Linked DNA regions of Capra hircus: region 2 is linked to region 1. The links are chromatin contacts, called in public Hi-C maps. All regions are on one chromosome and are shown on one strand. The core of a region is the stretch at or near the end of the contact, and the rest is flanking DNA. Distances in the headings are between cores, read along the strand shown. Region 1 holds the start of LYSMD3 (lysM and putative peptidoglycan-binding domain-containing protein 3). Region 2 holds the start of CETN3 (centrin-3).

The links. Hi-C and Micro-C count contacts between places; a contact is called where the count stands out from the background.
Region 2: a Hi-C map of blood shows a contact between it and region 1, with 1.9 times the contacts expected there. The contact joins the promoter of CETN3 here to the promoter of LYSMD3 in region 1. A contact is called at or near these places in 2 of 5 Hi-C or Micro-C datasets (blood and liver).

The regions. Positions count from the first base shown.
Region 1 is chr7:20,439,503-20,445,876 of ARS1.2, reverse strand. LYSMD3 (lysM and putative peptidoglycan-binding domain-containing protein 3) reads right to left here and starts at 1,740. Exons shown (of 3, transcript XM_018050045.1): 1 at 1,514-1,740.
Region 2 is chr7:20,569,734-20,576,231 of ARS1.2, reverse strand. CETN3 (centrin-3) reads right to left here and starts at 3,074. Exons shown (of 5, transcript XM_005683427.3): 1 at 2,916-3,074; 2 at 804-939. The coding sequence starts at 2,932.

The DNA of each region.
Region 1 (6,374 bases), core at 491-2,990:
TCCTAGGCAAAATTTTATACATATGCACACTTTTCTGGGGATAATATTCATTGTTTTCATATTCTCAAAAAGTTTTACAAGTTATGAACCACTTAATATACAGCGATTTACACTTGGCTATACTAACTCAGTTATGCTGCCAACTTTAGATGAAAAAGTCTGATAATTTGTTCTTAGAATCCCAAAGTAGCTTAGTACCGCTGAAATTCACTGAGCAAGGCACAAAAGCCATTTTAGATACTATTATAAACGTCTCTCCATATATGTGCTACACAGGCGGCGCCAGTGGTAAAGAACTTGTCTGCCAAAGCCGAAGACCAAAGAGATGCAGGTTCGATCCATTGGTCAGGAAGATTCCCAGGAAGAGGGCATGGCAACCCACTCTGGTGTTCTTGTCTGGAGAATCCCAGGCACGGAGGAGCCTGGCAGGCTACAGTCCATAGGGTCACAGAGAGTTGGACACGACTGAAGCGACTTAGCAGCAGCGACTCCATGATACACTGAGAAACAGTATCTGGGTCTCACGATCTCTTCACTCCACTTGTACTGAAGTAACGCAGGCAGTAGAATACCACAAACTGGATAGTTTGTTTCTGAATAATCAAGAGTTGGTTGTGTCCCTAATTGATATGAAAAGCTAGACTCTGGCCCTGGCATATAATTATCTGAGCCAACTATATAAAAGATTACAAACTACACAGTAGTGAAGTCATCTGGCTCAATTCGCTCCACCTGTTATAATTCTCTTAAGGCAGGACAGAAAACACAAGTGCCTCCTTCAGAAACTGAAACAAGCCTGCATGCTACGTAGATTGTAAGAATTGGCAAAAAAGTACCCCAATGGACCCCATGTTAAAGCACGCATCAGCTCACTCGGTAACTGAAAATTATTTCCCCAAATGCCTGCGTGCTCTATAAATGCTGTTGGGTGTTTTCGCTTTGACGTTCCTTAAGCAAGTAGCAATAAAACGGCCACAGGTCTCAAGCTACTTCAGCACTGGGACAGTATCAGAGAGACTGTTTTCTCAGGGCCAATCGAGTTTCTAAAAACTTAACTTCCCCCCTCCTCCTTTCCACACGTCTAGTTTTTTTTCTCTGTTACACCTAGCGATGATTAAACCTCAGATCCCTATGTTGTCATCGCACTTGGGACGAAGCGTACCAGATGCTGTCAATGAATATCCAACACAAACACGACGTTGTGGGAGAAAGGTAGCGTGTCTAGTCGGGAAACGCTCTGCTCCGGAATTCGGGCAGGGAGGAGCCTTTCCTCTGAGCCTCAGTTTCCCCGAGAGTGTATCAGGGGGCTTTGGTGGAGCTGGTCTCGAAGGTTTCCGCTGCCTCGGAGTCTCTTCCAAGCGGGGCCGGGGTCCGAGCCCCCGACACCCGGCCCGCCACATCTGCGGCCGCTGGGTCCGCGCCGCCTCCAGCGAAAGGGCAGTCGGGGCCCCAACGCCGCCGGCCGGACTCGGCCACCCCCACCCCCGCACCCACCTCTGGCCGCCATCTTTACCTGTCCCGTTAGCAGGGGGGACTCAACGAGGAGACGGCCACCAGGTCCGCCGCCGCCGTCCCGGGCCAGTTCATGGCCGAGCCTCAGTCTCTGACTGCCCCTGTCCTCCTCCACCCTCGTCGCCGCTGCCGCCGCCACCAACGTCTCCGCCTTTCGTGCCGTGCGCCGCCGCCACGTCCGCAAACCTGCCGTGCGTCATCGCGTCAAGTGGGCGGAGGTGGGAAGGGACCGGGAGGAGGCGGAGGGCGGGGGCGCGAGGGCGCGCCCAAGAACCCGGGACTCTCTCACCACAGGCCGACGGGGACGCGCAGGCGCAGGGATTCCGCCGTATCCCGGGTGTCGGCTGCGGGTTCCAGCCCCGCCCCTGACGCCAGCCCCGCCCCTTACCCCTCCCCTTCTGCCCCGCCCCTTCATTTTCCCCAGTACATAAAAGGTTCGGGGCCAAGTCCGCAGGCTAATCGAGCTATTTGGGCTGACCTCGTGTAGCGTTCTGTTTCTTTCGCACAGCGTTGGCAAAGACCGGCTGGAAAACACTGAGGGGGACGATACTGAGGGTTTGTGAGGGTTTGTCCGGGGCTGCTGTGCATTTCCTCTTTGCCTCTGAAGGCTTGTGTGATGTGAGGAAGGACGCCCGGAAGCATAGTATTGACATCCATGTTTTAAATTATTCCATGCTTCTTGCTCTTCGTACTGAATCCTCTCGATTCCTGCAGAGAAGACAAAATACTGAAGGGAAGAAACCCTTGGGCGGCAGAGGACAATTGTCTCAGCCTTTATATTCTTAGATGAGGAAAGTGAGCCACCTAGAGTTAGGCCCCAGAAAATGTTTGCCCTCGAGCCCGGGGTTTTCAGGCTTCCTTTTCTCAATGAGACAAGGCTATTTACAAATTGCAACTTAATTTGTTTTGAAAATTAACTGAAAGTCAATAAGATTTTAGTTTGTTAAATGACAAACTCATGACATCATACATGGTGCTTCTCAGAAATTTACTGAATGAGTGTGATAACGTGTTTGAATTTATGTTAATAAGTGTAAAGCGTTTTTAATGATGTGCGTAATGTCTCCCAGTGTTGACGTTAGACTTTACATTTTGACGACCAGTCTGTTCTTATGACAATAAAAATTTTAGACCCAAACAGGCAGGGTGCAGTCTGCTTCTTTGAGGAATGTCTGAATATTTATGCATCCTGAAGTCTTCGAAGCTTTGTTTTAAATTATTTTCAAAGATTATGTTTTCTGTTTTCTGGGAAGTGCCTCAGTAAAGGTTAGGAATTCTGCATTGCAATCTTTTTTCTTTTATTTCTGAAGATAGGCGCTGTGCTCCACAATGCAACAAAAAGAACTGGAGTAGAAGACTTAAAAAAAAAATTGTTTTTTAAGTTTGTCGGAGCTGTTCTGTGTGCTGTTGCCCTTCTGACACCCCTGTCTGTAACCATTTATCACTGAGACATTTTCTCATCAGTAGACAAAGGATATTTCCCCTACTTGATGTGTAGGACTCAAACAGCTCAGCCTTCATGAATGTTAATGTGAATACAACCTTCTTTCTGCATATAGGTTTCTTTTCTTATTTTAATGTCAATAGGCAGTGGAATCCATGTGAAAGTCCAAGAGATAGAATTTCAAGCGCTTCTACAGGACTGCTACCTATTCCCTTTGTATAAATACTTTCTCAGTGATATGTGCATGCTCTTGAACCATTATTTATATTTCACAAAGGTGCAGTTACTGAACTTTTTACAAAAAGACAATAATAGAATTATATTTTATTATAAAAATATACAAAGGAGGCAGTTAGCCATGAAGTTTGGCCAAGTTCCAAAAAACTGGCCAGTAGGAACAAATACTTTGTCTGAGGAAAAGGATGTCCCTAGTATTGAGCAAGGCTAAAAGGATTTTCAGTTTTTTAGATCTCTGACAGTTTTCAAGCAAAGGCTGTAGACAAAAAAAATATGTAGTTTCTAGGAATGTGTATTTCTGTTAAACATTTAGGTTTTGTGGTATGTCCCAGAATAAAAACTGTATTTTAATAAGAGTGTAAATTGATGCAACCAGTTAAGAGTGTTACTTGGAAATATCAAAGTTAAAAATGAAAATGACTGAATTATTACATTGCAAAGTAATTACCTTGGATTCACTTGTAAACAGATAAACATGTATAAGATATAACAGGTATTTTCAGGAATGTTTATTACAGTAATAGCCAAAAATCTGAAAATATGTTAAATGTTCATCAATAACAGACTGAAAACTTCTGGTACTTTTAAATAATGCAATATTATGCCTTTGCTCAAAGCAATGAAGTTGTTTTTAGTATTTTCTGATTTATTAATTTAATTACCTAACATGCTTTTTCTGGAGAAGAACTAATTGTGAAAGCTTTGTTGTAGGCATTGGGGATACAATGCTTAAAAAGCCAAATTTTCCTTATTCATGGGGCTTCCATAACTAGGCACATGGAAAGAGAGTTCTCCAAAATGTATTTTAAAGAGAAAAATAAGTAAGATGCCACATAGAATGTGTGATGTCACTGCTTTGGAATAAAATTTTATTTTATTTATTTATTTATTTATTTTTTACTATTTTATGACTTTTAATAGGACCAAGTTGTTCTTTTTTTATTCCATAAGTTATGGCTTTTTTAAAAAAATTTTAATTGGAGGATAATTGTTTTACAATATTGTATTGGTTTCTGCTCTACAACAACATGAATCAGCCATAAGTATACATATATCCCCTCCCTCATGAGCTTGGATTGTTCTTGACTTCTCTTATATTGGAGCTGGACTGTGATTCCTGTTTCTAATTTGATGGCTGTACTCTAAGAAATTGGGGGGAGGTAGGATGGAGGCATCTCCAAAAACCTCCTGGGTATTCTCACAAGATGTCCACTTACATCTGAATCTTAATATTGTCATTACACCATTGTCATTATGACCACATATGGAATAAAATTTTAAATGCACACCCCTCACCCTCCCCACTCTCACACGCACACACGTTCATATATCTGTACAGGAAAGTGTGTTTAATTTTTCTTTCTAGAAAATTACTAAAGAAATATTTAACAGTGGTTGAAAGGACTAGATGTGGTGGAAACCTTTGCCTTTTCTTCTTAGACCTCTCTACATAGACTGAATTTTTATTACCATGTGCTTTTATTATTATTGAAAAATATTAAGGTTGAAGACTTTTTTTTTTAATAGGCTGTGCTTGCCGGGTCTTTGTTGCTTTGTGGGATTTTCTCTAGTTGCAGCAAGTGGAGGCTACTCTCTAGATGCAGTGTGTGGGCCTCTCATGGTGGTGCCTTCTCTTCTTGCTGAGCACTTAGGGTATGCAGGCTTCAGTATCTGTGTTTCCTGGGCTCTAGAACATAGGCCTGATAGTTGTGGCACAAGGGCTTAATTGCTCTGTGGCATGTGGGATCTTCTTGCATTGGCAGGTGGATTCTTTACCACTGACCCACCAGGGAAGCCTGCGTTGTCTTGTTGAATAACTGGACTTGTTTTATCCACAGTTAGCCAGTAGTCAACCATGAACCGCTTAATCATTCCTGAGTCTCTTTGTGCTTTGTATTCAAGTAGTGAGTATCTATAAAAATAGAACCAAATCAAGTCCCTTGGAATGAAAAGACAAAAGAGGAATGGAACATTTAATTGTTTTTATATTTCTTCTTTATTTCCCTTTGCCAGATTTCTTTCAACCCTGCTTTTTGACTCTCTACTCCTTGTATCCTTTTATCAGCTGTTCCTTCTCATTCTACTTTCTAGAAGCAAAGACTGTAGTACACCAAGGAAATACTTAAAGGACTTTAAAACTGGATTGCGATGAGACCTAAAAACTCCCCTCATCTCTGATCTTCAAACAATCTATATGTAGAAAAAAATTATTGTGTCTCTTCTCCAGAAGTCTTTAAAAAAACAGACTGTGTGGTTTAGATATATGTTCCACTAGAGGTAAGCCAGATGAACTCCCTAGCTGCTGTTCCTCCTCTGATTCTAAAGCAGAGTGATTGTCATAATCAAGGGCTCCCTGCTGGCTCAGACAGTAAAGAATGCGGGAAACCCAGGTTTGATCCCTGGGTTAAGAAGATCCCCTGGAGAAGGGAATGGCTACCCACTCCTGGAGAATTGCCTGGAAAATTCCAAGGACAGAGGGGCCTGTCCAGCTATAGTCCATAGGGTCACAAAGAGTCAGACATGACTGAGTGACTAACGCTTTCACTTATCGTAATGCTCTGCCATAATGTGTATAAAAGAAGAGTCAAGTGTACTTCAGGAATTCAGAGTTGCTTGCAAATGCAATTTTAATGTATTTGTACATGCAAATATAAGTGGTTATAAATGCAAGTGAATATAATTCAGGGATATTAACTATTGAATATGATTTGAATGGCTTCAAATGTCTCCATCTGCAGACGTTATTAGATGAAAACTAGACTCAAAATACTATTCTTAAATTCTCTAGCTAGGAAGTTATTACACAAAGAAAGGAACAGTTACATGTTTACAATTAAGTAGACTATAACTTGAAATTCCTTGTTTCCTGTGATCTCTACAATTACTCTGGCTACATAAATAAATGGGGCAGACGGATCCCCTAGAATATGTATCCTGCTTGCTGTCTTGCCTACTCTTCCAAAGACCTATGATGGTCAATAGACTTAAGTCCACTTTCACCAAAGGAAAACATAACAGATGACCTCGTCAACGGAATTGGATAAGAGCGTACAAAGTTGGAGAGCAAGTCAAAATAAAGTCCAGAGAGTAGACATCCAGTTACATTTCTAAATATTCAGTAGCATGCTCATGGAGTTAGGAAGATCAGGAGGTAGGGAAGCATGAAGAGAAAATGAAGAGG
Region 2 (6,498 bases), core at 1,825-4,324, 130 kb before region 1:
AGATCCAAACTATCTTAAACACCAATTTCCCCTTGATTATTTATAAAAAATTCTAAAACTTAAAACTGATATTTTTCCCCATTAGCACTGCATCAACATCAGACACCACTTATATCATTTGAATAAGAGAAAATAGGTTGAGACTGTTACTAACATGTTTAAATTAGAAAACAAATAACACTGCCTCAATCTGAGAAATGAATGAGTCATAAAAAAAAACAAAAAAAACATACAACAGGAAGAGGAATATGGTTAGACTGTTTAAATCCTTCAGTTTCAAATATTTTAATTATGTGAATGAAAAATAAGCCCCTCTATAGGAATATATTTTTACATTTAAAATATTATTCATTTTACCATGTGAAAAGGAGTTTCTAAACAGATACAAGTACTACTCAACTTTCAGAGAAGGCAATGGCACCCCACTCCAGTACTCTTGCCTGGAAAATCCCATGGATGGAGGAGCCTGGTGAGCTACAGTTCATGGGGTTGCTAAGAGTCGGACGCGACTGAGCAACTTCACTTTCACTTTTCACTTTCATGCATTGGAGAAGGAAATGACAACCCACTCCAGTGTTCTTGCCTGGAGAATCCCAGGGATGGGGGAGCCTGGTGGGCTGCCGTCTATGGGGTCGCACAGAGTCGGACACGACTGAAGTGACTTAGCTTAGCTTAACAGTAAAAGTTTAAAGTGGTTTACATTTCCAAAACCAGTTCAATTAAAATATTTAGAAATGCATTTTTAATCAGTGGACAAAAATGCAAAATATTTTAATAGAAAAGATACATTTTAAGTGTATTACCTTTAATTCATGATAATCTATTGCTTCATCTTTGTCTGTGTCAAATAGTTCAAAAGCATCTTTAATTTCTTGTTTCTGTTCTTCAGAGAGTTCTCTTCTTTTTTTCCTCTTTGTTTTGTCTACTACAAGGTCATTTCTATGGAATGATAAGAAAAAAGTCTATTTAGTCCACTTTAATCCTATTGTCATATGCTTCTAAATGATAAAATTCCAAAAATGCAACAAAAAAATTAGCCAATGAATGTTTTAAACTTCTAAAAAGTATTTTATAAAAAATTTCCTTACATGAATCAAAGCCCTGCTCAATCCATTGTCTAAGCTGCTTTAAATTTGTACCTCCCTAAAACTGAAAAGTTTTACAGTTTTAAAAGGTTATTAAAAGAAATGAGGACCTAGCTTTTCCTTCTTCCTAGCTTTGTATTCATTCCCACTAATATTACTGTGGAAGAAACAAGAACTGTGAAAAAGAAACAGTTCTGTCAGAAACCCCAACAAAAAACAAAACACCCATACTTATTCTCATCATTCTACAATACAGACTGTTTTAAAAAATAAGAATTCAATTCACAATTGTTGATCTCTATATATTAGGTTTACTTTTATAGTGCTTAGAATTATCAAAATTATTGCCAAAAAATCTAATTCATCAATTAATTTACAAACTATTTTGGCACTGGTTAGTATTTTTAGACTACACATTTTAAACTGTTTGGCACTTTTTTGTAATTTCTCCCATTGATATTAACAAATCAGCCAAAATAATGAACGTAAGCATACCACGAATATCAAACACCAAAAAAGTACTTAATATTTGTGGTATTTTATTTATATATGTGAAGAGTCAACTGTCTCATAAATCTCAGCATGTACATCTAGACAGTTTGTCACAAACTGTGAAAAAACTTAAAGTAAAAAACGTAATTTACTCTAAAAACTAGAAATGTATTCCTTAAGAGGTGCCAATATAAGCATTTCAAATTTTCAAATGGGGCTTACAACACTTGTACAAGCTTTGAAACAAGAATTCTATAAACTTTAAAAATGTGAAAACCAGTTGACTTTGCTTTAATTCTGTGCAATCTACTCTAAAAAGGCAAGAGATGACTAGAAAATGACCAAATGAGGTTATGATAAAGCTCTTTCTTTCACAAGAGACCTGAATTCACAAAAACTTGGAAACTCCGGGGGTTATTCTCTTCCCAAGATTCCGACCAGACAAAAGCTCACAACCCACCGACAGTAGACTTCATTCCCTCTTCAGAACTCGCCTCCTTTTTACTGAAGTGTAACTACATAAACACTTTTAAGGTAAAATTCTAGTTGTGGTTGGGAGAGGGAGCAACAAACAGTGGGTTAGAGGTTGGAAATGAATGAAAGGTAAAATCAAAAAATTTAGGAAAGCTAAGAGATTACCAACTAAAATCACTAAAAGGGGCCTCTGATTATACCCTTTTGCAGGGCCCCAGGAGAAAGAGGAGAGGCTTTGCGTTGTTTCCAAAATTTACGGGTAAATATATTAGTAGGGGGCTTCCCAGGTGGCTCAGTGGATAAAGAATATACCTGCAATGCAGGAGACGCAGGTTTGGAAGATCCCCTGGAGGAAGGCAGGGCAATCCTCTCCAGTACTCTTGCCTGAAGAAACCCACACCCAGAGGAGCCTGGCGGGCTACAGCCCATAGGGTCACAAAGAGTCTGACACGACTGAAACGACTGAGCACGCATGTTAGCAGAAAGTCGGCCGAGGTGGAAGCCGTGGACAAGGCACTGAACCAAGGGATGTTCCAAGGCCTGGTTTCCCGGTTTCTCGCATAAACACCGCGCATTGAAACCTCGCGATATTTCCCTGCCTCCTCAAGATTACCACAGCCCGGCTTTTTGGCGGTCTAAAGCCAGTGCCCTGACAGAAATGACCGCCTCAGCTAAAGTGCAGAGCTCACCAGGGCCCCCAAGGGGAGGGGTCTGGGCCCGGGAACGTTGACCAAGGATCCCGTCCCTCGTCCCAAACTGCATTCCCTTCCTCGCTTCGGCCCCCAGCTGTTTCCCTTACACACACAACCGCCCTGGGGCCCGCTGCGAGGTGTGGAGTGCATCTGCCGTCTCCTCATTACCGACCTCAGAGCTAAACTCATTTTCTCTTCGGACTGAGACGTTCCTCTCGAGAACGAATTTAACCCCCTACCCAAAGCAGCAAGACTTCCACAAGCCGTTCGACAGACGCCAACGACCCTCAGCGGTCTCAAAAACCTCCCACAAAGCAAAACACTCCTGAGCGGGATTGGTTGAAGTCGCTAGCGTCCTGCCCATTGAGGCGAAAGCGTCACTTGTCCTCTGCTCTCATTGGCCATATTTCACGTCAATCAAATAGATCTCCCTGCCGGCATGCCCTGCTACGCCTCTCCCCCTTTAGATTGGCCTGTTGCTTTCCGCCCCACCCCCACGCCCCACCCCAATCCTAGAGAAGCTAGGACTCAGGTGGGAGGTGGCGAGCTATGCCTCTGACCAGAAAGGCTGTGGCGTGTGGCCCAGTGTCCGGAGACCCGGTGGAAAGGGAAGGGATGAGATACGCCGCAGACTCTCCTCCGGCTAGAAGGAGTGAGCGGCTTTCGAACTGTGTCTGCGAAACTTGACTCTACTGTATTGTACATTTTTGAGTACATGGGGAGTGTGTTTAAAACGCAGATTTAAATATCACTCATTCTAATTTCTAGTAGGTGTAAATCTGCATTTTTTTATACAAACTTCAAATGATTCTGAAGCAGATACTGCGGATTATATTTTGATAATCACTGAGTTGGATTATTAGGCTATTTAAGGTTGAAGCTGTACCTAAAGGGCCATTTGCTCCCCTATTCCTCCTTTGAACGGGTTTGTTCGTTTTTGTCCTTTATTTTCGAGTGCTGTAAGCTGCTTATACTCATGATGTTATCTTCACCACCAAACGAAGTCTCTTAAAGCTCACTTGGACATTTAATATCTTTACCTGTTCGTCTCTCCTACTAATCTTAAAAGGCTTATATCCTTCATTTAACACTATTCCTAGTGCCTAAAACAATGTATGATTCGTTGTAAATGTCTGATGCCTCTGCTCCGTAGATATTTGTGGCATTAAATGGAATCTTGCTGTGAAAAATCACAAAGTACTGAGCTAAACTGCAAATCTCAAAAAGGAATGAAATAGCCAGAGAGTAGGTGTCCAGTAACAGAAGAGGGAAGATATTAATATATAAAACTGTGGCATAAATATAAAGAGATACATGTACACGTTTAGAGAAGAGAGCGAACACAGAAGGTATAAGAAAGACTTCTTGAAGGAGATGGCATATATGTTAAGCCTAGAAGGATGAGCTAAATTTGGGTAAGTAAAGATGGTAAAAACATCCACTTCCACTTTATTGACTATGCGAAAGCCTTTGACTTTCAGATCACAACAAACTGTAGAAAATTCTGAAAGAGATGGAAATACCAGACCACCTAACCTGCCTCCTAAGAAATCTGTATGCAGGTCAAGAAGCAACAGACTGGTACCAAATCAGGAAAGGAGTACGTCAAGGCTGTATATTGTCACCTGACTTATTTAACTTATATGCAGAGTACATCATGAGAAACACTGGTCTGGATGAAACACAAGCTGGAATCAAGATTGCCAGAAGACATATCAATAACCTCAGATACAATGATGACACAACCCTTATGGCAGAAAGTGAAGAGGAACTAAAAAGCCTCGGATGAAAGTGAAAGAAGAGAGTGAAAAAGTTGGCTTAAAGCTCAGCATTCAGAAAACTATGATCATGGCATCTAGTCCCATCACTTTGTGGCAAATAGATGGGGAAACAATGGAAACAGTGGCTGACTTTATTTTACTGGGCTCCAAAATCACTGCAGATGGTGACTGCAGCTATGAAATTAAAAGACACTTGCTCCTTGGAAGGAAAGTTATGACCAACCTAGACAGCATATTAAGAAGCAGAGACATTACTTTGTCAACAAAGGTCTGTCTAGTCAAGGCTATGGTTTTTCCAGTAGTCATGAATGGATGTGAGAGTTGGACTATAAAGAAAACTGAGAGCCGAAGAATTGGTGCTTTTGAACTGTGGTGTTGGAGAAGACTCTTGAGAGTCCCTTGGACAGCAAGCAGATCCAATCAGTCCATCCTAAAGGAGATCAGTCCTGAATATTCATTGCAAGGACTGATACTGAAGCTGAAACTCCAATACTTTGGCCACCTGATGTGAAGAACTGACTCGTTTGAAAAGACCCTGATGCTGGGAAAGATTGAAGGCAGGAGGAGAAAGGGATGACAGAGGATGAGATGGTTGGATGGCATCACCGACTCAATGGACATGAGTTTGAGTAAACTCCAGGAGCTGGTGATGGACAGGAAGGCCTGGTGTGCTGCAGTCCATGGGGTCGCAAAGAATCAGACACGACTGAGTGACTGAACTGAACTAAACTGAAAGATGGTATAATAGCTCAGACAGTAAAGCATCCGCCTATAACGCAGGAGACCTGAGTTGGATCCCTTGGTGGGGAATATCCCCTGGAGTAGGAAATGGCAACCCACTCCAGTATTCTTGCCTGGAGATTTCCATGGACAGAGGAGCCTGGCAGGTCACAGTCCATGAGTGTTGCAAAAAGTCAGAGATGGTATAATGAAGTAAAGCTAAGAATTATAGCTACAGGATAGCCCCCCCAAAAAATAACAGAACTAAAAAACTCTAAATTTTAAAGTATAAATCACCTTTGAGTCTGAAAGGACAGTAAAACTGCGATTACATACTAGACAGTGATGACAATGGAAAACTATATTAAAATGGTAAGATACAGACCAAACTATAGAACAAGGTTATTTTACTATTAAATAAGAATAAAAGTAAACCAACATTAATCTGAATATTTTAGAAATGAACAAAATTAACTAATTGAAATTAGGAAGAAGAAATTACTAAAGATAAAACAAGAAAAGAAAATAGGTTTTTAGAAGAAAATTGTGAAAGTAATTGATAAATAATCTCATAATCTAGTAATAAACTGGTTTTTGGCAATAGCAATAAAATGGACAGAATTAGGGAATTGTAACAAAAAAGGGAATATTGCCGCTAATAAAGTTGACAGTTTAAAAGAGAATTTCAAAAATTATTAAAATACTTTATACAACTTCCTTCTGCCAATAAATATTAACACTAAAATGAAATAGTCACTTTTCAGGGAAAAAAAAAATAAGGACTCAAAAAAGGTAGAAAACTGAAGCTATAGACAAGACTTTAAAATTATGCAAAGCTCTGTATCACAAAACAAAAAGGCATCCAGCCTACTCAGATTTATGGGTGAGTTTTAAAAATTCCTGAAAAGCTTATTCTTGCGCTTTAAATCTAAAGCATGATGGAGAGCTTCTTAGCTTAATTTTTGAAGAGAGCGCAACCCTTAGCATCTTAAAAGTGTTTAAAGTCAGTGAATGCATGCTCCATGATAAGCCAGAAGAGAAAGTTGCTCAGTCGTGTGCGACTCTGCGATTCCATGGACTGTAGCTTACCAGGCTCCTCCGTCCAGGGAATTTTCCAGGCAAGAGTACTGGAGTGGGTTGCCATTTCCTTCTCCAGGGAATCAAACCCAGGTCTGCCACATTGCAGGCAGATGCTGTACCCTCTGAGCCACCAGGGAGGCCCATGATGAGCCAGAGCAGAGCCAAAAGTAAATA